Linked DNA regions of Mus musculus: regions 2, 3, 4, 5, 6 and 7 are each linked to region 1. The links are chromatin contacts, called in public HiCAR-type, HiChIP or PLAC-seq and promoter capture Hi-C maps. All regions are on one chromosome and are shown on one strand. Each heading gives the region's core, a stretch centred on a gene start, on an enhancer-like site or on the middle of the called end of the contact. The rest is flanking DNA. Distances are from core to core; before and after follow the strand shown. Region 1 holds the start of Ppp2r5e (protein phosphatase 2, regulatory subunit B', epsilon). Region 2 overlaps Hif1a (hypoxia inducible factor 1, alpha subunit). Region 3 holds the start of Hif1a (hypoxia inducible factor 1, alpha subunit). Region 4 holds the start of Syt16 (synaptotagmin XVI). Region 5 overlaps Prkch (protein kinase C, eta). Region 6 holds the start of 1700086L19Rik (RIKEN cDNA 1700086L19 gene). Region 7 has its middle 4.7 kb from the start of Gm8075.

What was found. Promoter capture Hi-C pulls out the DNA fragments that hold promoters and counts their contacts. HiCAR-type assays count read pairs that join an accessible place to other places. HiChIP or PLAC-seq counts read pairs in DNA pulled down with a chosen protein or histone mark.
Region 2: a contact with region 1 is called in a promoter capture Hi-C map of liver, with 3 times the contacts expected there. The contact joins the enhancer-like site here to the promoter of Ppp2r5e in region 1. A contact is called at or near these places in 3 of 39 promoter capture datasets (embryonic stem cells, hippocampal neurons and liver), 5 of 115 datasets of contacts at active chromatin or transcription factors (astrocytes, embryonic forebrain, embryonic hindbrain and 2 more) and 1 of 9 other capture datasets (embryonic stem cells).
Region 3: a promoter capture Hi-C map of liver shows a contact between it and region 1, with 4 times the contacts expected there. The contact joins the promoter of Hif1a here to the promoter of Ppp2r5e in region 1. A contact is called at or near these places in 10 of 39 promoter capture datasets (the 3T3-L1 cell line, the C10 cell line, cranial neural crest and 5 more), 3 of 115 datasets of contacts at active chromatin or transcription factors (astrocytes, embryonic forebrain and extraembryonic endoderm stem cells) and 1 of 9 other capture datasets (macrophages).
Region 4: an H3K4me3 HiChIP or PLAC-seq map of forebrain shows a contact between it and region 1, with 7 times the contacts expected there. The contact joins the promoter of Syt16 here to the promoter of Ppp2r5e in region 1. A contact is called at or near these places in 4 of 39 promoter capture datasets (cranial neural crest, hippocampal neurons, second pharyngeal arch cranial neural crest and 1 more) and 2 of 115 datasets of contacts at active chromatin or transcription factors (astrocytes and forebrain).
Region 5: a promoter capture Hi-C map of hippocampal neurons shows a contact between it and region 1, with 6 times the contacts expected there. The contact joins the enhancer-like site here to the promoter of Ppp2r5e in region 1. A contact is called at or near these places in 3 of 39 promoter capture datasets (the 3T3-L1 cell line, hippocampal neurons and liver) and 3 of 115 datasets of contacts at active chromatin or transcription factors (astrocytes, epiblast stem cells and stem cell-derived neural progenitor cells).
Region 6: a HiCAR-type map of astrocytes shows a contact between it and region 1, with 5 times the contacts expected there. The contact joins the promoter of 1700086L19Rik here to the promoter of Ppp2r5e in region 1. A contact is called at or near these places in 4 of 39 promoter capture datasets (the 3T3-L1 cell line, cranial neural crest, hippocampal neurons and 1 more) and 3 of 115 datasets of contacts at active chromatin or transcription factors (astrocytes, embryonic forebrain and stem cell-derived neural progenitor cells).
Region 7: a HiCAR-type map of astrocytes shows a contact between it and region 1, with 4 times the contacts expected there. The contact joins the enhancer-like site here to the promoter of Ppp2r5e in region 1. A contact is called at or near these places in 3 of 39 promoter capture datasets (the 3T3-L1 cell line, hippocampal neurons and liver), 2 of 115 datasets of contacts at active chromatin or transcription factors (astrocytes and stem cell-derived neural progenitor cells) and 1 of 9 other capture datasets (embryonic stem cells).

The regions. Positions count from the first base shown.
Region 1 is chr12:75,594,656-75,597,788 of GRCm38.p6, reverse strand. It overlaps Ppp2r5e (protein phosphatase 2, regulatory subunit B', epsilon), which reads left to right and starts at 1,557. Exons shown (of 14, transcript NM_012024.3): 1 at 1,557-2,154.
Region 2 is chr12:73,929,052-73,931,884 of GRCm38.p6, reverse strand. Hif1a (hypoxia inducible factor 1, alpha subunit) reads right to left here. Exons shown (of 15, transcript NM_010431.2): 5 at 1,116-1,228. Among named protein-coding and RNA genes, the nearest start is that of Gm15283, 22 kb to the left of the region's middle. Within about 2 kb of position 1,409, at least 3 of the 459 cell types and tissues checked have an H3K27ac peak or open chromatin away from gene starts, as enhancers often do. A contact at or near this core is called in liver, where this site is marked.
Region 3 is chr12:73,906,530-73,909,384 of GRCm38.p6, reverse strand. It overlaps Hif1a (hypoxia inducible factor 1, alpha subunit), which reads right to left and starts at 1,518. Exons shown (of 15, transcript NM_010431.2): 1 at 1,061-1,518. The coding sequence starts at 1,095.
Region 4 is chr12:73,996,360-73,999,348 of GRCm38.p6, reverse strand. Syt16 (synaptotagmin XVI) reads right to left here and starts at 1,572. Exons shown (of 8, transcript NM_001364282.1): 1 at 1,486-1,572.
Region 5 is chr12:73,698,276-73,701,095 of GRCm38.p6, reverse strand. It overlaps Prkch (protein kinase C, eta), which reads right to left. Exons shown (of 14, transcript NM_008856.4): 7 at 788-915. Among named protein-coding and RNA genes, the nearest start is that of Gm34189, 82 kb to the left of the region's middle. Within about 2 kb of position 1,350, at least 52 of the 459 cell types and tissues checked have an H3K27ac peak or open chromatin away from gene starts, as enhancers often do. A contact at or near this core is called in hippocampal neurons, where this site is marked.
Region 6 is chr12:74,282,700-74,285,742 of GRCm38.p6, reverse strand. 1700086L19Rik (RIKEN cDNA 1700086L19 gene) reads right to left here and starts at 1,467. Exons shown (of 4, transcript NR_030735.1): 1 at 1,287-1,467; 2 at 105-228.
Region 7 is chr12:73,789,507-73,792,443 of GRCm38.p6, reverse strand. No RefSeq gene overlaps it. Among named protein-coding and RNA genes, the nearest start is that of Gm8075, 4.7 kb to the left of the region's middle. Within about 2 kb of position 1,578, at least 107 of the 459 cell types and tissues checked have an H3K27ac peak or open chromatin away from gene starts, as enhancers often do. A contact at or near this core is called in astrocytes, where this site is marked.

The DNA.
Region 1 (3,133 bases), core at 308-2,807:
CTCTGCTTGGCTAGGATATTAAACATTTCTAAAGACTGAAGTATGGAAATATAAGTTACTTGAAGCCAGGAACCAGACTGGAATTCCATATAATTCTGCAGCATGGGGCAATGAACTTTATTAGGGTAAAAATGGCCACTCAGTCAGTCAGTCAGCAGCCAGTCTTCTGGGGTCTGCTTTCGTATAAGCCATCTTTCCCATTTCAGTTCAGGGCAGTAACATTCTCTTTCATAGTACAGAATTATTTTTCTACCCAACAGGATAGAAATTTGCAACAAACCAGAAACGCAAACGCATGGTTAGCACTTGTGGGTATGATACAGAGAGCTTTATAAATGTATATTCCTTAACTGTACAGAACATGACATGATACTGAGAGGAAAAACTCGGCTACAGGATGAAGCATTTTGAGTTTGAAAAAGAATATACATACATGTGTGTATGTATGTATACATACATATATATATACATATATATATATATACTTGTGTGTATATACATATATGAAATATAATACTAAAACTACATCAAAATGACTGGTTATTTTGGGTTTATGGATTATAATATTATTTCTCCTGTATTTCCCCTCCCAGATTTCCAAATTTTGAGCAGCTGGTAGTTTGATCTTTGTAGTTAGTATTTTTTTCTTCTTTTAACTATTGTACGTAGCCTGCATTCAAATTGATTGATGGTCTAAGAATATTCTTTGGAAACGTACCATTTGGCCTAGGGTTCACCAATGATGCAAAAACATGTATGTATTTTCGTCCTCGTTCTAGATAGAGGTAAGTCTTCTGTTTAAACTCAGACTCAAACTATCAATTAAAATCTGTCGAGTTGGGGGCTGGGTATTTCGGAGTCCTGAAAGGGCGAATGCGGGTATTCTGAATGGGAGACTGCAGAGTTGCCATCTGCATTAACTCCCGGAGCGCGGGCCCCCGCCGAGCCTGGCAGGGGCATCAGAGAGCTGATATTCAGAACTGGCTTTTGGGGGGACCAGGTGAGAGTCCAACCGGTGGCCAGGCCTCCCACGAGTTGAGCGAAGGACAGCCACTGGGGTATTTTTCTGCCGGCTTCCATGGCCGCGTTTACACAGGGCTCAGGGGGCCGTGGGTTCCGTGCGGAGTGGGGCTTGCGGGCTGAACCGTGAGGCACCAGGACGGCCGCCCTGTGGCCTTCGGATACCCGGGTGAAGACGCTCGCGGTCCACAGGGTTCCGCCTGGCGGAAGCTCCAGTCTCGGGCGCGCCCGCCGAGCTCTCCTCAGGCCTAGCAGACGCCGCAGTACCCCCACTTCAGGCGCCCTGGCGGAAACGGCGGCCCGGTCGCCCGAGCTCACGGTAGCATCCGGGTCCCCCGCGCCTCGCCCAATCGAGGGCCCCGTCCCTTCACACCCTCCTGTTTCCCCGCCCCCCCGCGCCGCCAATCCCCGACCAGCTCTCAGCCGAACGTGCTGGCCTGGGAGTGAAGGCGCGCGCCGGCCAATGAAGTCTCGCTTCCCGTTTGAAGTCTCCAGTGGGCGGGCGTCGGAGGCGGGCTCTGCTAGCCAGGAGGTTCGGTTGCGCCTGTGCCATGGACTCAGCCGCCCGGTGATATTGACAATAGGAGAGAGAAAGGGGCATTGACGGGGACCCTGCGCGGGTAGCGAACGGCGGCTCTGGCAGCGGCGGCTCAGGCGGCTCCAACTCTTCCTCCCGACTCCCGCGCTTGCTGCCGCTGCAAATCCAGGCTTCCTCCCTCCTCCCCCTCCCCGCGTCGCCGCCGCCGCCGCCGCCGCCACCACCGCCGCCGGGTCCGGTGCAACGAGCAGAGGCGCCGCCCGCCGGGAATGTGAACGAAGAGCCACCGGCCGCGCCGCAACCGGGTCGGTGCCGATTTGATGGGACGGGCCCGCGGGGGAGGCTCGTGAGGCCGCCGCTGCCACTGCCGGAGCGCTGAGGTTAGGGGCCAGCCGAGAGGCCTAGAAACACTGCCGCTACCGCGGAACCGGAGGGACGTCGCCCCGGACGGCCGTAGTAGCCCGGGGCTCTCCGCCGCTGCCTGGACCTCCCCCCGTGCGTCCCGGGCCGTCGCCCGCCCCCGCCGCGGCCCCTAGCTCGCAGCCCACTCCGCGCAGCCACAGATCATCTTCCGATTCTTTCCCAGGAGCTTCAAGGTAACTTCAGCTTCGGGTCCCGCGGCTTGCCTCCCGGGGAACCCGCGGAGCGGCGGGCTCGGGAAGGCCGGGCCCAGGCAGCTGAGGGGTGCGGCGGGGTGGGGGGAGCGGGAGCAAGCGCCCGGCCCACTTGTCTGATCTACCTGCAGAGGCTTTGGAGGCCAGCACCTCTCTTCTCCTCGGCCTCGCCGGCTCCTTTTCCTCCCTCTTTTGAGGCGTTTTCTTGCCCCCCCCCCGGCGGGGGCGGGGGAGCAGGGAGGAAGATTCCGTGGCCGCGCAGCTTCTCCAGGGCTTGGGGTTTATGTGAACATACCTGCAGACAAACAGGCCACTTCCCTGTTTTCATACCTCCCCCTTGGAAAAGCCCCAGTAGTGTGCTCTTTAGAGAATGCTAACGCTTTGGGTGCAGTGGCCCAGGTGAAACCTGTTTCCCTGGGCTTTGCAGGGACCCCGCTGTTACCATCATTTCTGCAATGCTTTGAGTTGAGATCCTTGACATTTTATTCAGAGCTGCGCGCATAAGAGGCAAATGATGAAAAAGAAAGCTGCCTATAGATCATCGTTAGAGATGAGAGAAGAGAAATAGAGACAGAATGAGGGATGGGGGGAACGAGGCTTACAGAAATCTGTGTTGCTAGGGTTAGAGTGAAATCTAAATAATTCCCAGATGAAATTGTAATATTCGTCCCTAAATTTACAGCATACCAGTGCGATGTGGAACTTCTTGCTGAGGTCTGACATTTTCGATAGTATTTATAATTTATTATTCCGTTTTTTATATGTCACATTATATTTCAAGCCAAATTAGAGTTAAAAGAAAATAACTTTCTAATGAAAGAATCACGAAGTCCTCAAAATCCCAAATTAACCTTAATATTGTCCTCCCCTCTCCAAAGTCTATGCTATTTTAGTTGAATCCAGGTAATGCAGATGACTGTTTAATCATAACACATTGGGAAGGCAGCTATCTTACTCTTTG
Region 2 (2,833 bases), core at 160-2,659, 1.7 Mb after region 1:
TCAAATGCCTTCTTTTGGCCTCTGTAAACACATGGTATGCTTACATGCAACCAACTAAAACACTAAAACACACACGTGCACACACACACACACACACACACACAATGAAAAATATTTAAGTCTTGTATTAAGTCTAGACTATCTTTCCTTCTTCACTAATCTGGTCATTATAGTTGATTTTGCTCTGGTGACTATGGTTCAACACTGAACAAAAAAAGGAAACTGAGATAGAAAATTATACTTATATTAGGATTTAAATACTAGTTGGCAAAGCCAACTGATAAGTTAGCTTAGTATAGAAATATTGTGGGCTGGAGAGATGGCTCAGTGGGTAAGAGCACCGACTGCTCTTCCAAAGGTCGTTGAGTTCAATTTCCAGCAACCACATGGTGGCTCACAACCACCCGTAATGAGATCTGACGCCCTCTACTGGTGCATTTGGAGACAGCTACAGTGTACTCACATATAAATAAATAAATAAATGTATGTATATATTTTTTTAAAAAAAAGAAATATCGTATTTCCAATAATTTGTGTTTATATATCTCAAACTGTCAGATTATTATACTGTCTTTAATGGAGATTACATATACTGAATATAAATGCAAATATGCAAAAGGGAATAATTATACTTTTCCCTCGTAAGTCTATTTTGAAATTGATTTTTATTTTATGTGGGTAAGTGCTCTATCTGCATGTATGTGTGTGCACTGTGTGTGTACCTGGTGCCTGATGAGGTCAGGAGAGGATACTGGATGATTTCCTGGAACTGGAGTTACAGGTGACAGTGAACTGACACATGGGTGCTGAGCACCAAAGCCAGGTACTTGGCAAGCAAGTGCTCTTAATTACTAAGCACTTTCTCCATTCCCCTCATAACTCTAAGCAAAACTCTTTTGTTTGTTTTGTTTTCTGAGGTAAGGCTTGTGTTCCCCTGGCTGGCCTGGAACTTGCTGTGAGGACAAGGCTGCCTTCAAATCTGTAGCAGATGATCTTCTGCTTCCCAAGTGCTAGGGTCAGCTGACTTTCAGCACTCCTAGTGAAAGCTCTTGATACTAGCATGTATGTGTATAGGTTTATTTATCTATAATCAAGTGCACGCTCAGCTTGCGTACCTTCCACGTTGCTGACTTGATGTTCATCGTCCTCCCCCGGCTTGTTAGGGTGCACTTCATTCTGAGAAAAAAGCTCCGCTGTGTGTTTAGTTCTTTCCCTTTTCTCACTGGGCCTAACGAAAGCAAGAAACCGAGTTTTAAGTCACAGCTAAACATAGAAATTTGTTAGGATGAGAGCATCAAAGCAAGGCTCTCAGCATTAACACAACCATGATTTGCTCCCTCTTCACCTACTCCAGCATGTCAGTAGGTCTGACAGCTCCATCCAGGGAGAGTGTGTGTAAGACGGCAGTGACTCCCTGGACTGTGGGAGGAGAGTCCACACTTCACAGGATTAATTATTCATCTGTGCTGGTGAGTTTGGTCCAAGTAAAGAAAATAAGAAAATGGTGTAAGTGTACCCTATAAATGTCTGTCAGTATACAAGTATGTCCCCTTCAAAAGAACTTGTGTAAATACTTCATGTCTTTTACCAACTGTGATAACTCAATTTTGAATAAGCAGCAACGTGTTTACAGAACTTTAAAAATGCCAACTTACCTTTTGTAAGTAAATAGCATCTGAGTATGAAAGCCAGACAGAATGTTCTATCAGAAGTTACAGAAATCAGCCATGATGGTACATACCAATACTCTCAGCACTAGGGAGGCTGAAGGAGGAGGATGGAGATGGCCGACCTGAGCTACATATGAGACCTGTTTACAATTTAAAGTCACAGGAATAGGGACTGGGAATGTAGCTCAATGGACGAGGACTCCCTTAGTACATACATGTAGGCCTGGCTTTGACACCCAGAACAACAACAAAAAAGCCACAGAAATAAAGCAGAGGAAAATCAATTCACGTCTAATTTAATCTTAATGTCAAACCTCATAACTAAAAAATTAGATTACATTTAGATGACTCTGAAACAACATCTTGATTTCCTTTTTTATTGCTTAGTCTGGTTCAAAACAAATGTTTTACTTATTTGAAATGCTCAGAGAAAGTGGATTAGATAGATATAGAACTTCTTTTTTGAGGCAATGACATTTTCTAAAATGGCTGAGTGTAATGGTACATGCCTCTAATCCCAGCATTTGGGAGGCAGAGGTAGGTAGCCCTCTATGAGTTCAAGAACAACTTGGTCTACTTGGAGTCCTAAGCCAGCCAGGGTTACATAGTGAAACCCTGTCTCAAAACAAACAAACATACAATAAAACAAGACAATTTTAAAAAATAAAATTAGAGGTATGATGGTGGTTAGGCCATTTCTATGAATATCTAAAAAAATCATGGACATTTATCAAATGGATACATTTTAAGGTATATAAAATGGAAGTATTAGGGAAAAAACAAACAAACACAAAATATCCATTATTTAGAACCGAGTGTGTATACTTAGAGTGATGCAGAGATCAATAATTAGATGCAATGCTATTAAGCATGTAATACATAATACAGTAGGGTCAATAGCAATACAATGCAAAGTAGTCAAGACTTAATAAGACTGCTTTCAAAGAACAGAGACTAGGTCCTGACAGAGGGAATTAAGAAAGAGAGACCAGTATACTCTGTTTATAAATTACTATTTTAAAAAAATTAACTGTTAAGTCTCTGTAATTCAACAAGTACTTCACAGAACTCTCTTGCAACTTTTTAAAAAAATTTACTTTTATTTTATGTGCAGAATTTTGCTTGCATGTCTATGGGAGTGTGTCAGATCTTGGAGTAACAGA
Region 3 (2,855 bases), core at 269-2,768, 1.7 Mb after region 1:
TATGGATAAGGGGAATTAATCTCTTCCAGAAGACTAGAAGGACTTAACAGCAAATTAAGCCAGCCTTGTAACCACAGCTCTTACTACAAACCTTCAACTCCTTAAACTGATTTTCTCAAGGTTAAAATATCGAAGTAGACAAAATTGTGTGCTGGCGGCAGGGGTCGATCTTACCACCACTAGCTGTACTCAATTCTAAAATGTTCTCCTTAGACTCAAACCACAAGATGTTTCATAAACTTACACTGAATTCTCATGGAAGATTTCACACTTCAGATGTATGGTTTTTGGAAACAATTCTTTTCAGGTGTTCCAATAAATTTTCAGTATTTTAACCGACGGCTTTCATCATATATAGCCCCCACTCCATGAAATTACCGGCCTAAATTTAACCAAAACTATCCGTAAGTTATTTTCAGGAGTGAACGAGGCAGCCACATATTGATACATAACGTCTGGGCTCTCCTGACAGGTGATGCAAACACAAGTTTGTAGAAATTGGAAGTTGTTTACAATGATGCCATTTTCCTAAATTCCCGTTACTCTGATGGAGGCAAGTTTTTCCAGATTACAACCAAACCCGCACGTGCAAACTAGAAAGTTAGCGTCTTCGGGCCCCCAGAAGAAACTCCCTAACCTACAAAGGCAACGGCGGCCGCGGCGCAGCGAGGCGGCTCGGGGGAGCCCCGGGTCGGCCTCGGAGGGCCTCGACCCCAGGAAGCTGGCAGCGCGCACAGGGTCCGCCCGGGGCCCGCTGCTCGCGGCTAACGCGGAGGACGGGGAGGGAAGGCGCGGGAGCTAGAGGCGTACTCGGCCCTGGCCGGCTCGGCCGGATGGGCGCGCGGGGCAGGCTGGGCTGCGACGGCGCGGGGCGGGTGTCCGGGGCGGAGACCCCAGCCCCGCCGAGCGCAGGGCCCGCGACTCCCACCCCCAGCGCCAAGATGGCGACGTGGACCGCGGGGGAGCCCGGCGCGTGAGGCTGGGGGGGACGGAAGGGGAGCGGAGACAAAAAAAAAAAAAAAAAAAAAGCCAGTCCACGGAACGCGGCGGCCCGGCTTACTTTTTCTTCTCGTTCTCGCCGCCGGCGCCCTCCATGGCGAATCGGTGCCCGCGTTGTCTTCCCGGCCGGCGGCCCCCGGGCTCGCTCGGGCCTAAACGCCGGCTCTGTCCGCGCGCGCGGAGAAAGAGACAAGTCCAGAGGCGGGGTGGGAGGCGGGACGCCCCCCGGGACGGCGAGGCGGGAGCTGCAGGCTGCGCTCGCTGAGCTCCGGCTCGGGTTCCTAGGCGCTCCTCCGGCTAGCTTGTCAAGGCCTGGCTAGACACTGCCCGCGACGGCGGCGAGGACAGTCCTCGCGTCCCCTCAGCCGAGGAGGCTCTGTGCACTGAGGCGCTGAAGCAGCGGCAGGGGGCGGGCAAGGGCGGAGGCGCGCTCGGGCGCGCGGCGAGGGGAGGGAAAAGCCGAGGGGTGCGCGCGCCCGCTCAGCACCCAACGCGCGCGCCCGCGGGCCCGCCTCACCTGAGCGGAGGCGGGTTCCCGGAGAGCCAATGGTGAAGGACGCAGGCGGCCAGGCCCCACCCCAGCCCACGTTGCTCTCAGCCAATCAGGAGGAGGTCAGCTGAGCCCCAGCTGGGACGAGCTGCCCCGCTCACGTGCTTGTCTGTGTGCAGCTAGGGAGGGAAGAAAAAGGGGCGAGCGACGGGTGCGGCTGAGCCCAGGTCTGGGGGTGGGGGGGTCTCTGCACCTTCAATGGAAAGCTGCGTCTGGCTTTGGGAGGCGCTGCTGGAGCGAGTGGGCTGCCAAGCTTGGGTCCGAGCCTGGCTCGCACCGCCCCGGCTCTCTATAGAGTTCTCTGAGGCTCGCTTACTCCTTAGCTGCGTGGCTGGACCCGGTCGCCGCCCATCCCGCCCGAGTTTCCAGTTGAAAAAAAAAAAGCCAACTTTGCGTTCTGGCAGCCAGCCCCCCTGATGTTAGAGTGGGGTCCCTCCTTCCCAGGTGACCGACACCACTCAGTCTCCAGTCTCCGCTCTTTGCTACACAACAAGGGAAGTCTCCAAGTGATTAAGATTTTCTGGGCCAAAGTTTGACTACTGAGCAAATGCAGATAAAAATATAAAACAAATCCGTCTTGCCAAACCTCTCAAGGGGAGGGAAGTTGCAGGGCCATTTAAAAATAAACTATCTTAAGCATTTACAAATAAACAACAGCTTCAATAAGTGAGAGCACAAGCCTGAATTTGACAAGACAGGAAAAGGCATTGAATAGACTTATTTTGCTTTCATGTTGCTTTAAAAACTGACAAAGATCATCTTAAATGGATGCAGAAAAGGTGCAAGAATTGTTTCAGACTGAGTTTAGTTCACTGTTTAGACTGAAAGAAGAACAAGTCCTTCAACCTACAGACCTTGACAGGACTGCTCACCGGCTATGCTGGGAGCTATGGATTAAAGCCATCATTTTTAGTCGGTCTTTGGAAGCATAAATGTTAGGTCTGTGGGTATGGTGTGTGTTTGTTTTAAAAGTATTCCAAGCCCAACAAAGGAACACTTCGTGCCCGTGTGTGTACACACACACACACACACACACACACACACACACACACGTGTTATAGACACAACTGAGTCTGAATCTGGGGTCTCTGAAACTGACCTGACACTAGACTGTTTAGTATCTCTTCTTTGCCTTGTTAGTACATTGTTACAATCTAACTTTGGGTTGTATAATAATGTAGATATCTATGGTACATTTAAATTGCATTCAAATCCAAAAACAATGCCCTCTAGAAATACACATAATGTCCAGGTCTAATAAGACAATAAACAATGCATGAAGCAACTCAATACTCATAAAGATATG
Region 4 (2,989 bases), core at 323-2,822, 1.6 Mb after region 1:
CACCTGACATCCCCTTACCTGAAGAACTGAAGATAGAAATTCTGTATCGCTGGAACTCTTTAGTTACCATTTACACAAATAAGGGCAAGTGCAATTGTTTCTTTGTTAATAAAAATCTAAATGTATAGCTTCTTCCCCCTAGACCTACCTAATGTGTATACTTTTGTCCATAGAAGCAGAGCTGAGAGCAAAAAGGGTTGTCTCTAGTAGTTAATTTTGTGCCACCCCCTGATCTACAGAAAGCAGAGAGGGTCCATTGGTGTCGCCACACAAACGAAATGATGGCGAATGGGAGATGAGTGAGCAACCACACACATGTCCATTTCTCTTGCATGCCTACTACTTATGAGATAGATACCCATCACTTTCCCGGGTATGGCAGGCTCACTACGCATGTGTATACACATAATCTACACATACATATACTTTTTTTGAAACAGGGTTTGTAACTTGATATCCTCCTGCCTCAGCCGCTCAAGTCCTGGGATTACTGACTTGAGCCTTTAAATCCAACAGCCACAGTTTTAAGGTTGGGAACAGGGCCACAATCCCACTACTGAGGGACTTGGGATATAAAAATGTCATCATAGCTTTTAACTCGAAACTGTGCATCCTCTGTACTGTATGCAAGCTGTGTTCTTGACTGAATAATGATAAGTTTGAAGGAAAAAATAATGAAATTTTGACCCTCAACACCTATTTTGTCCCCTCTCATCTCTCAAAATTGCCTTATTATTGTCTGTAATCACATGGTACATTCAGTGAATGAAGTCCCTACTGTGTGCCATGACTTTTGCTGAGGACTTTAGATGCTAAGTCTAAGACAAGTGTTGTGACTTATTTTACTCTGCACTCCTTTTGAGGTTCCACTAACAGGTCAAGCTACAGCTACATGTAACCAGTTTTCTTAGCGGTAACCCTAATTTCCAAAAACAGCAGCAAAGACTCCAAGATGCCAACAGCAGGCCAGCCTGAAGCCTTGCAACTCTTCCAGTCTTCGGTGTCAACCTTCCTTCTCTGCACGCCCCTTTCATTCACTCTCCATGGCAGCCAGGCAAGGTCTGTGGCTTCAGAGCCCCAGAACAGAGCCCAGTGGGGCCACCCACCAGGAAGAGGGCGTGCCAATCTGACCCAGAACTCCAGGAAAACCTTGAACTCACAGCGCCCCAATACTGGGCTCCCTAAAAACTGGCTGTGGGCCTGGAGGCAGTCCCCAAAGGGCTGCGAGGCCCAGCCCTGCTGCCTTCAAGCATCAAGTGTCCCCTCCAGTCGGGTGCTGCATCCCTCCTGAGAGGTCCTCGGATCCCCAACCCTATCCAGTCCTGTCAGCCATAGCAGGTGATGGGCACGGTAACAAGGGCGGGCTCCGGAGATGGGGTACCCGGTCGCTGCCCCCGCGAGCTGGGCACAAAGGCAGGCGCGCGCGGGAGGAGAACTTGCCACCCCGGATGCCTTGCCCCCGCCCCCGGGGAACCCCGCACTTACTGTCAGTCGCCATGGTCGCGTCGGGGGGTTGCAGGGCGGCCGCCCGCGGCTGGGGTACCCACGCCGCGCCCGGCCGCGCGCGTTCTCGACAGGCCCCGCGCGCTCGAGGGCCGCGACGCGCACAGACGCTCCCGCCGCGCGCCCCCGTCGCGCCGCCCCGAGCCCCGTGGTGGCTGCCAGCTGGGTCGCCCCCGCCAGCGTCCCCACACCCTAGCGGAGCCGACCGCCACCGAACCTGCCCTGCCCAGCCCGTAGCATCATCCCTCCCTAAGACAAAGCAGCTAGCAACCTGGCCCGCTCCTCTCCAGGTTTCTTGCCCGCTCTATTCTCCCGCTGAACAAACACTTGGTATCCTGCCTTGCTTTTTTCAATTCATCCGGGCCTGGTGCTTCTTTCCAGCAATGTCGACCCTGAGCCCTAGCTCAAAGGAGCAAAGCAGGGAGCAGGTGGGGGAGAGAGAAGCAAGGATCACACAGGTGCCTCCTGTGTGTGAGGACCAAGACTCCTCTCATCCTCTTGTTTTGTCTCCAAGGTGAAAATAGAGCCTTGTGTGTAGTAGGCTATCAGATCTCTATTAAGCGACTTAATGGAGGACTCTAACTGGAAACCTGCGTGAATTAATGAGTTAGTGAATAAATGGCCAATTAACTAATTAGATGTGAACAGGATGGGTGACTAACGAGTGGATAATTGCGAGCCAGACCACAGGCGGCTCCGATGACTTGTATTAAAGGACCAGCTCCACGAGAAAAGCAATCAGTATTGCCTCAAGGACCATCGCGGTTAAAAGGACTTTGAAATGAGTCCACCTGTGGGCGTTTGTTCGCAGTACATCTTGTTGAATGCTATAAACCAATTACTGAAAGATCCTTGCTATATTTAGGGACCAGTAGCAAATGAGAAACCACCACCACATGGGGAAGCATCAAGTGGCTCAAACTCAAAGCCTAAGCACGGGAAGGCATTGGGTTTTTGTTTTTCGTTGTTGTTTGTGCAGGCACGATGCCTTTGGTCGGCTTGAGGCCACTCATTTAACCCAAACAGTAAGGATGCCAGTGGGCGTCATCTCAGGCATCGCTGGGCACCAACAGAATTCAGGTGCAAAGCAGAATCAGAAACAGTTGCCGTCTGACCAGGTGGGCAAAGGAAAATACCGGAAAACAACAAAAGGGTCCTCTCTGATCAGTCCACAGGATGTAGGTGAGGGAGTCAGCACGATGAGGGTGAACCGCATCCACATTCTGCTGGCTGCGGCTTTCATTTTAATCTGTTTACGGCACATGTGATTCTCAAGCATAGACACCAGGTTCATGTTTTAGTTCTAACAACCCTCGGTGGTGATGGTAGGTCCCCAAACAAAGAGACACAAGAAGAGCATTAAAAACGCCTCAAGAACTGTGAACCTGTCTGAAGCTCGAAAATCTTCATCTTAAGCTATTTTGATCATCAAGGTAGAGAGGTGGGTTTGGCTCCAAGGGGCAGAACATTGGTGAAGCTCTTTAGT
Region 5 (2,820 bases), core at 101-2,600, 1.9 Mb after region 1:
TTTAATGATGTGCTGTCAGCAGGTAGATGTTTCCCCCAGTATTGAATACCATAACACTAAAGACACTTGATGTTACAGAGAAGGAGGCACTGCCCATTCTGGGACTGTCACATAGCCTGGCTCCAGATCTCACAGCCATCCAGACATGGCTGCTTCCCAGCCTCCAACCAAGGATGTGGGCCAGAAAGACAACACTAAGAACTAGGAAGCAGCAGCTAAGGCTCTGATGGACAGCATCAGCTGGATGTCACTTGGGGAGGTTGCAGGACAAAACACAGCCAGGGCAAGAAAACCACTCCACCCATTCCCAAGCGTCCCGAGGAAGGAGCTGTCTGCTGCAGAAAGCAGGAGATGAACTCACAACCCTGGACACGTGCTGCAGTCTAGGGAAGTGGAGAACCCCAGGCACTGGCACCTTCAACCCCATTTAGAGATAAGGAAGCAGAGGCCGGTGGCTTCTGACCAGCTGTCCCGATTGGACACCAGCCAGGGGCGTACCCTAGGCATCTGGATTCTGAGATTCTTGCCAGACCAGATTGATAGGAAGCTGATTTTAAGGGGAGGTGGGGGGTGAGTCCGTTCTCTTGCTTCATGATATACATGCATGCTCACTGTTTTGAGCCCTAACTGTGTAGACTCTAGTTGGGGAGATAAAATGCCTTTTTTAAAGCACAGCAGACTTGTTCACTGGATTTGCTGAGATTATGTCCCCCTAGACTCTCATTTGAGCTCATTGCACCGGAATAACTTGCAACCTACAATACACAGCCAGAGGCAAAGGGCTCACCGAGGTTGGAGAAATATTTCCGGGTTGGAGACCCATCCCTGCCAGGGTCTTGGCAAGCTCCACGGCATTCACCCCGCAGTTTGGGGCCACGTTCGCCTGACACCGAATATGTACATTCATCTTACATACTGGAGGGAAGAGAAGAGAATCCAGGTTCACAAACGTGCTTGCAGGGAACATCGGTAGCCTAACGACTGTGACAGAAGAACGATACGGGCAGCTGGCAGTGTGATCTCACAAGATTAAACTCGCATTTAGAACAAGTCCTGGCATTTTCCCTGCTTCTGATTAGTGCAGAGGCAGAAATGCTAGAGCATGAAAGAATAGCAGGCTTCGAATAATAGATTTTGACTCTCTTCACCGTGGCTCGAGAGGATAGACTCATCTAAATCACACGTAACAGTTGCCTTGGCAGCAAGACACGATACAGAGATGAAGATGCTCATCACAGAGACCATCACGGGGCGGTTAGATAACAAAGGATCATGCTAACTGACTGCACTCCCTCTTGCCATTAAATAAAGGCAGCAGTCTCCAGGCTGCAGCTTGGTCACTGTTCAAACAAGGTGGAAATGGGTTTCTGAAGGGTTTATGCACCTTCTTTCCGGGTACTGCTGTGGTTGGGTGGTACTCCTAGCCCACAAAGAACATCCGGTAGGGCTGTGGTTCTAACTGTTTTATAGGGAAGAAAAAAAATAGCAAACTTTGAAGTGTTTGAAGGTCAGGGTTAATGACATTTGGAGAAGGGAGCAAAGCAAGCTACATTTCTTGTTATCTGTGAAGCTCCCGGGACAATGACAGCTCCCAGGTTTAATCGGCAGACATAAATTACTATCATGTTTCTTGAAGTGGGTCCTGCTGACAGAAGGCCCGGCTGAAGCCTTGTGCAATAAATGTCTCTTCGATGGAGCCACTCCGTCTTTGGAGACACAGAACAACCTAGACGTTATGGGGATTGCGTTTGTCCTTTGGGAAGCTTTCTTTATGAAAACGGACACCGCGTGAAGCAGAGAGAGGCCCTGATGCTTAAGCTCCATTAGCTTCATGGGAAATCGACTGGTATAGAGAGATGCAAACGACAAAGGCCTTTTAGAAAAGCCCTGTGGCAATAAAACCAAAAGTTGAAGGAGTCAAGTCACTGCAGGTCTGCTGCTCTGGGGCACCCGGGAACAGAGGGCTACAGGTGATCCCTATGTGTGGATCTGTACCCTAGCCGGAAATACAGGAAAACGGAAGTGGCTCACTCCCCGTGAGAGCCTGAGACCAGTAGCAAGCAACACCTCAGGCAAAGCTGCTGCTTCACTTAAGCTTGCTGCTGCTTCAGGTGAATGAAAAACGGTGCCACAGGGCCAGAGAGATGGGCTGTTTGTGCTGGTTTTCTTCTTACCCCAGGCTGCTCTGGGCCTCACTATGTAGATCGACCCTTGGTGCTGGAATTAGAGGCATGAGTTACTACGCCTTGCTAGAATTTGGTCCCTTTTGCTGACAGACAGTTTGACTGTCCCAGACAGCCAACGAAAGTTGTCATCCTAGTGTGTGTCTCATAAGGCTTCAGGTGCACCCCAGATAATCACATACTCATGGAAAATGACTCCGGGCCAATAGCTCCACAACCCCTAACAAAACAGGTGCTGGCCTTTACCCCACTCAGAGCCTTTGAAAAGGCAAGAGCTCCAAACAGCACCGTGTGCAGTTGGTGAGGTGCCAGCCACCATCAAAGCTTCAGCTCTCGCTCTTTGCCCTACCAGCTTCTTCAGTCACACCACAGGACTCTTGCAGACAACCCACGCAGCTCCTGCTAATGTGACAGCTCAACTGCTCCCTACTTCTGATGAGAGCCAGTTCTCACTTAGAACCCAAACCTTCTCTTCTGGTCATTCAGCTATACCTCCTCCCACCTGTGCTCTCTCTCTCTCTTTCTCTCTCTCTCTCTCTCTCTCTCTCTCTCTCTCTCTCTCTCTCAGAGAACCCATTTTCAAAGCCCTCTTTCAAATGCCTCTTAAAAGCATACTCAGCAACAAGTAGCCAACAAC
Region 6 (3,043 bases), core at 218-2,717, 1.3 Mb after region 1:
AAACAGCCCCTTCTATTGATCCTGTAAGTTGCCGGGCTGCTACATTAGCGTTTATTTCTCTGGATACATATTTAAACAGTAATTTCTCTTCGGAGGGTGATTACCTGGTAATGCTGACTCAGACCGAAGAGTGTATGTCTAGGACAGCCTCGGAAGATGTGGTGAGAACTCCCCTTGGCACATGGAGCATGTCTCACAGCCTCGGGCTCATGAATGGGGACCTGGGATCTTGAAACAAGGAGACATACTGGCATAAGACACCTCTAAAGAATCAGGGATGCAGGGACATGAATAAGTTATCAGGGCAGGAGAAGGCGGGTGGGGTGGGGATGGGGGGCGGCACTGAGACGTTTGAGGTGGGGCCGATCTGGGACATGGTTTAGAAAGAAAGATAAACCTTCAAACTCAGGATCACTTAAGTTTAAGTAGGAGCGACGTCAACTCCCCCTAAGAGATCTGAAAAGTGCACAATAGTTCATCTTGTCAGTGATTTACTCGAGCGGTTATTTTGGGGAAATGTGATTAAAAAAAAAATCACAGCCAGCTCTTGTATAATTTTAGGCTGCATCACCCTCCAAAATAACAAAGCAATTAACTCAAAACACCATAACTTGTTCTTTCTCTGACATACTGACTCTTTCTGGCAAGGTCTGAAGTAGCTGCTCCACGTTTGAAGATAGTTCTCAGCAAAGGGTTCCGTTTAACCACACCTAGTCTGCATGGCTGTGTGCTCACGGATCTCATCATCTTCTATATTTAGAGAGACGGGCTTTCCAAGGGAAGACGGGCATCCAATAAGGACGATCCCATCTAGAGAGGTGAGTTACTATGGTTACTGCTCAGGAGGCTGAGGACCAGTGAACCACTGCTCCTGGCCAGCTGGACCCTTTCCAGATGAGGACCTAAAACAGAAGCCCGTGTTGACTGAATTTCGTGGAGCCTACTTCGTGTCGTTTTATCCATAACCACGGGCTGCCTTTGGGAGCTGCCTCCAGCTCTCCAGCCTCGGGCAGCCAGGCAAAGCAAAATCAAGGAAGGTGGAAAACTTCTAAGCACTAACAGACAGTAGCGAACAGAGGGGGAGTCTCAATATCCAATCCTGGCATTTAAAAAATCAAATCAAGTTATTCGGGACCAGTGGCTAGTCACTTTTCAGTGGCTGGGGGCAGGGTGGGATCCGAGGCCAAGTCCCTAACCTCCAGCCGTAGGGAACGCGTCTTCTCTGGGCCTCGGGTCAGATGCCTGGCTGGAGGGGTCCTGGCAAACCTTGAGAGGGGTCCACTTACCCGAAGACTGCGTGTGCAAATGTTTCACAGCTCCTGTTTTTTCGCGAAGGTGTCACTCTTCGGACGGGTTCTGACAGCGACAGCGACAGCGGCGGCGGCAGCGACTGCAGCTCGGCGGGGCGGCCGGCTCCTGCAGGTCGGTCCCTCCTTCTCTGAAGCGCCTCTCGCTCCGGCTCAGAACGCGAGGCGGGCGCGCGGCTTTTCTAGGCGCGCATTGGACCAAAGGGAGCAGATGTTATCCGGTTGCTAGGAGCGTTGCTAGGAGGCGATGACGCCCCTCCACCGCCCGAAGCAACTTTCCTGAAGGTCTCGGGCGCCAGAGGGGGCTACTGAGAGCCAGACTGGGAGCTCTACCGGGAAGGAAGGCTGAGAACGAGGGGTCCAGCCACGGGTCACACTGACTTGGTCCAGGAGAGCTGGCGACACGGGAGCGGGAGCGTCGCGGGCCTGAGCGTTAAGAGGAGTCTCGCGTCCCAGAAAACGGTCACTCACTGGAGGCTGGATTGGTGTCCCCATGGAAGTTGAATGGGGACAGAGGTGGAACTGCATTTAAAGGTGTGAGGGATCCTTTGGCTCCGGGACTGTGTCCCACTGTGTTCCTGTTACTACAAGCAGGTTTGAGCAATTGACAGACTTGAAAGAGGGAAATATTAATCCATGAAACTCAATCCTGAGTCTAATTCCTTTGGGCACCCTATATGGCTACCTCCTAAAAACGGGAGGATGGCACCGGGTAGACGAGGGGGAGTGTTTCCATGGGGTGTTCCCATGGTCTAGTGTTCTGCCTCTATACCATTAGACTTCATCTAAATGAGAGAAGAATAAACCCTTCAATTAATATGAAATGTTCTATAAAAAATAATCACACAAATGACATGAAGTTGGAAGAAAGATGTAGGGGTTTCCAGGGATAGTGGTCCCGGGAGTGGGAAATGAATATGGTCGAAACACATTGCATACCTGTATTAAGTTCTCAAAAGGCAAATAAAATCTATCTTTTTAAATGCACCTCAAAAGGGTACTTTCCACAAAGGATACTGGGGAAACTACATATGTTTCAGTCATTGTTGCTTTAATGTAGTTTCCACAAAGGTTTGCAGCTTCTCCAATTTCTTGATAGAGCTTATTTTGATTCAGTTTTTGTTTGTATTCTTGACCATTGCTTCTCATCCTCACCGTGGCTGTTGTGAAATGGTTTTATTTTATTGAGGGGAAAGAAAAAAAAGAAGACTGCAAGAACCTCAAAGTGGGAACATCTGAGAAGCCAATGAGCAAATTCAAGAAAGGAAACCAAAATACCTAGTAAAGAAATTCTGCTTAGCATGCTCCCTTGATGATAAATTTCTCCTAAGAAAGGAGTACAGAATTTCCCTGGCTCCCTAGAGAGTTGGGCCAGGGCCAGGGCCAGGATGGAAATCAGCACCCCTGGGACTCACTTAGAAAGAAATACTGTGTTTAGATCCAAGCCAGGCTGCTGCTGCATAGCACTGGGTTAAGTACTAAGGGGTGGGGGTGGGGGCAGCCATCTTCAAGGCTAGCGGGGTACAGTATGATCCCACAGTTCAGAGGTCTCCAGTACCTACTTCATGCCTTTGTCAAACTTTAATCTCTGGAAGCGTATTTGCCCTGAGGTTTGAGACGATCATGAGGTAATCTGGAGATGTATAAGGAAGTAATAAATAGCCAAGGTAGGCTAAGGAGGTAATAATCACAAAGTTACTGTTATGCGTCTAAGGGGGAACTTTGAGAACAGTTGT
Region 7 (2,937 bases), core at 329-2,828, 1.8 Mb after region 1:
AACAATGTTTTTTAGACTGCTCCCCTCATAGAGTAGGAAGCAAAGAGCCCATGAGGCAAGTGACTTGTCCCTCTGATTTCCTGGCTCAGTTAGTGGAGCTTAGGAGAAAGTCAAGATTCTGTCAAGTCCACAGCCTGACTGGGAGAAGGGGTTTCTCAAACTTTAGCTGCCAACCCAATTGCTTGGCGGGGTAGGCAAACACAGATTGGCTGGTCCCAGTCGGGAGACACCACCTGAGTAGGTTGGAATGGAGTCTGACAGTTTACATGTCTAATGTTTCTAGGTATGGCTGATGAGGGATGCCGGGTGGGCCACATCTCAACAACCAAAAGTGGATGAGGATGTGTAGTGAGCACAGGCAGGCTGGGGAGAGGAAAAGGTTAAGGGCAGTGGTTCTCAACCTTCCTAACTCTGTGACCCTTTAATACAGTTCCTCCTGCCGTGATGAGCCCCAGCCATAAAAGTATCTTTACTGATACTTCATATCTGTCATTTTGCTACTCTTAAGAATCATAATATCTGTGTTTTCTGGTGGTCTTAGGTGACCCCTGCAAAAGGATCGGTCGACCCCAAAGGGGTCACAATCCACAGGTTGAGAACAGCTGGTTAAGGAGACACTGGTGTCGTCTTTTCAGGGGTTCTCTGTCTCCTCAAATCTGTGCTTGCCTACCCCGCCAAGCAATTGGGTTGGCATCTAAGGTTTGAGAAACCCCCTCTCCCAGTCAGGCTGTGGACTTGACAGAATCCCGACTTTCTCCTAAGCTCCACGAGCTGAGCCAGGAAATCAGAGGGAGACTCGGGAAGGCAGCGGCATCGTCTCTGCGCATGCACCCCTGCCAAGTCACTTGCCTCATGGGCTCTTTGCTTCCTACTCTATGAGGGGAGCAGTCTGAAAAACTTTTAAGCCTCCGAGGTTTGTTCCATCTCTCTCCTCAGACCTTGGACTTCTTAGATGTTTCCTCATAACATATATAAAACGTGGGCTCTGGCCCATAACCGAGGCCAAAGTTAGCGCTTGCAGGGACTTCTTTGGAGTTGGCATTATGAGGAAGTCAGAGTCAGTCCCTCAGCTCGCACTCTTTGTCTTTATGTCCCCTGTTCAGACTGCAGCAGGACAGGTAGAGCAGACCAGCAGTTCCAGGGGAGCACAAACGGCTGCCTCATCACGAGATTAACCTACAAGCTCCTCAGATCTTTCTGGCTCTGCAGGTACAGGGTGGAGTCGCAGTGAACCAAGCGCCGACGTTGCCGTCCCATCCGTGGAGATTTCCACCTACTTTTACTGTTTTGAACTCCAGACAAGAGAGTTACCAGCCACATGATTTTCTATACTAAAAGCTGGAAAATATTTCCAAGAGCCCCAGGTAGAGCCTGGGGCCTAGAGGCCCCTCCTCCCCAGCCCTTATCTACTCCCTTGTGTACTTAGAATATCTGCAAGGAGTCCTCTCTGCATCCCTTCCAGTAAAGCCTGTACGTGGCTGGCACAGGGAACTCTCCCTGGAGAGGAGATGGGTGAGGCGGTGGACACACTTCCTGAAGCCACAAGAAAGAGGAGGCTGCTGATTCATCAGCAGCTGCTTCCTGGACTTACAATGCCGGGCTGCACTGAAGAGTATTTTTCCAAGGTGATGTGAGCTGTTACAACATTCCTGCTGGTCCCCATCGGCCCTTCCTGTAAGTCAAACCAGAAAGTTGCCCAAACCAGCATTCCTGAGCAGCTGAGCACAGGATTCCAGACACAATGTTCCCAGCATGCCTTTAGATCCCTCTTGGAAGCAGGAGTTCATCTCTTTCTGAGCCTCTGCATGTCATCAGCCAGGGCCAGGGGGTTGTTGGGCAGGCCACAAGAGTCATAAGGAAGCGGTATGTGGCATTAAGTCAGCTGGGAAACACAGGCTTTCGCAGATTCCCCTAACAGGAGGGTTGGCTGAGAAAGGAGCAAGCCCCACGTGTCACTAAGATGCTTTTTATGTTCCTACTCTGCCTTGACTCTTGACTGACACAGAAAGCTGCTGTGACCTATACCTGACCTTCTCGGAGCTATGGCACTGGTTTGGAAGTGCCTGTGTTTTATCTAGGTATCTGTGTGTCTCCGTGCAGAGAGTATGCTGTCTCTGTAGGATAGTGGTTTTCATTTAGAATGGAAAACCTCATGGAAGACAGTGAGAAATGTGCAGGGGAGCAAGGACAAATGCCAGATTTTTCCCGTTCAATGATGCCCTACCCCATAAAAAATGAACATTGAAAAAAAAAAACAGACTCATAAAAGCAGTTCTAAGATGCTTTTGTTTTTGAGACATGGTCTCAAGTAGCCCAGGTTAGCCTTGAGCTGACTATGTGGTCAAAGATGCTCTTGAACTTCTGACCATCCTGCCTCCACTCCTGCAGGGCTGGGATTCTAGGCATGCATTTTAACAGCCAGTTTTATACAGTGCTAGGGATCGAACCCAAGGTCTTTGTTCATGCTAGACAAGTAGGCTACACCACAGTTCCTGGTTCTAGGTACATTATTATTTCCTAGCAAAATAAAAAGCTAATGGGAGTGGAGGATTCTGGGAATAAAGCAAGAGATAGGGGCCTGCTCTTAGACACATTACTTGGACTCTACACTACTCTACTATAAAGTGGAAAATGACCTCTTTCATCTCTCTTTCTCCTCTCTCTCTCCCTCTCCTTCTTTCCCTCCCTCCCTCTCCTGTCCTTGATTGATGCTTTTGGTATCTTCAGCCAGAGAAATCCTAAGCTAAGAGGCCCTACTTTGGGAGATGTCAAGAAGACTCATTGGGTAAAGGTGCTTGTTTTCAATCCTGAAGACCTGAGTTCGATACTGTTGTCCACATGGTATAAGGAGACAACAGATCCCTGAAAGATGCCCTCTGACTTTTACACCCGAGGGAGATATGGTATACACACACACACACTTTTTTTTTTTAAAAA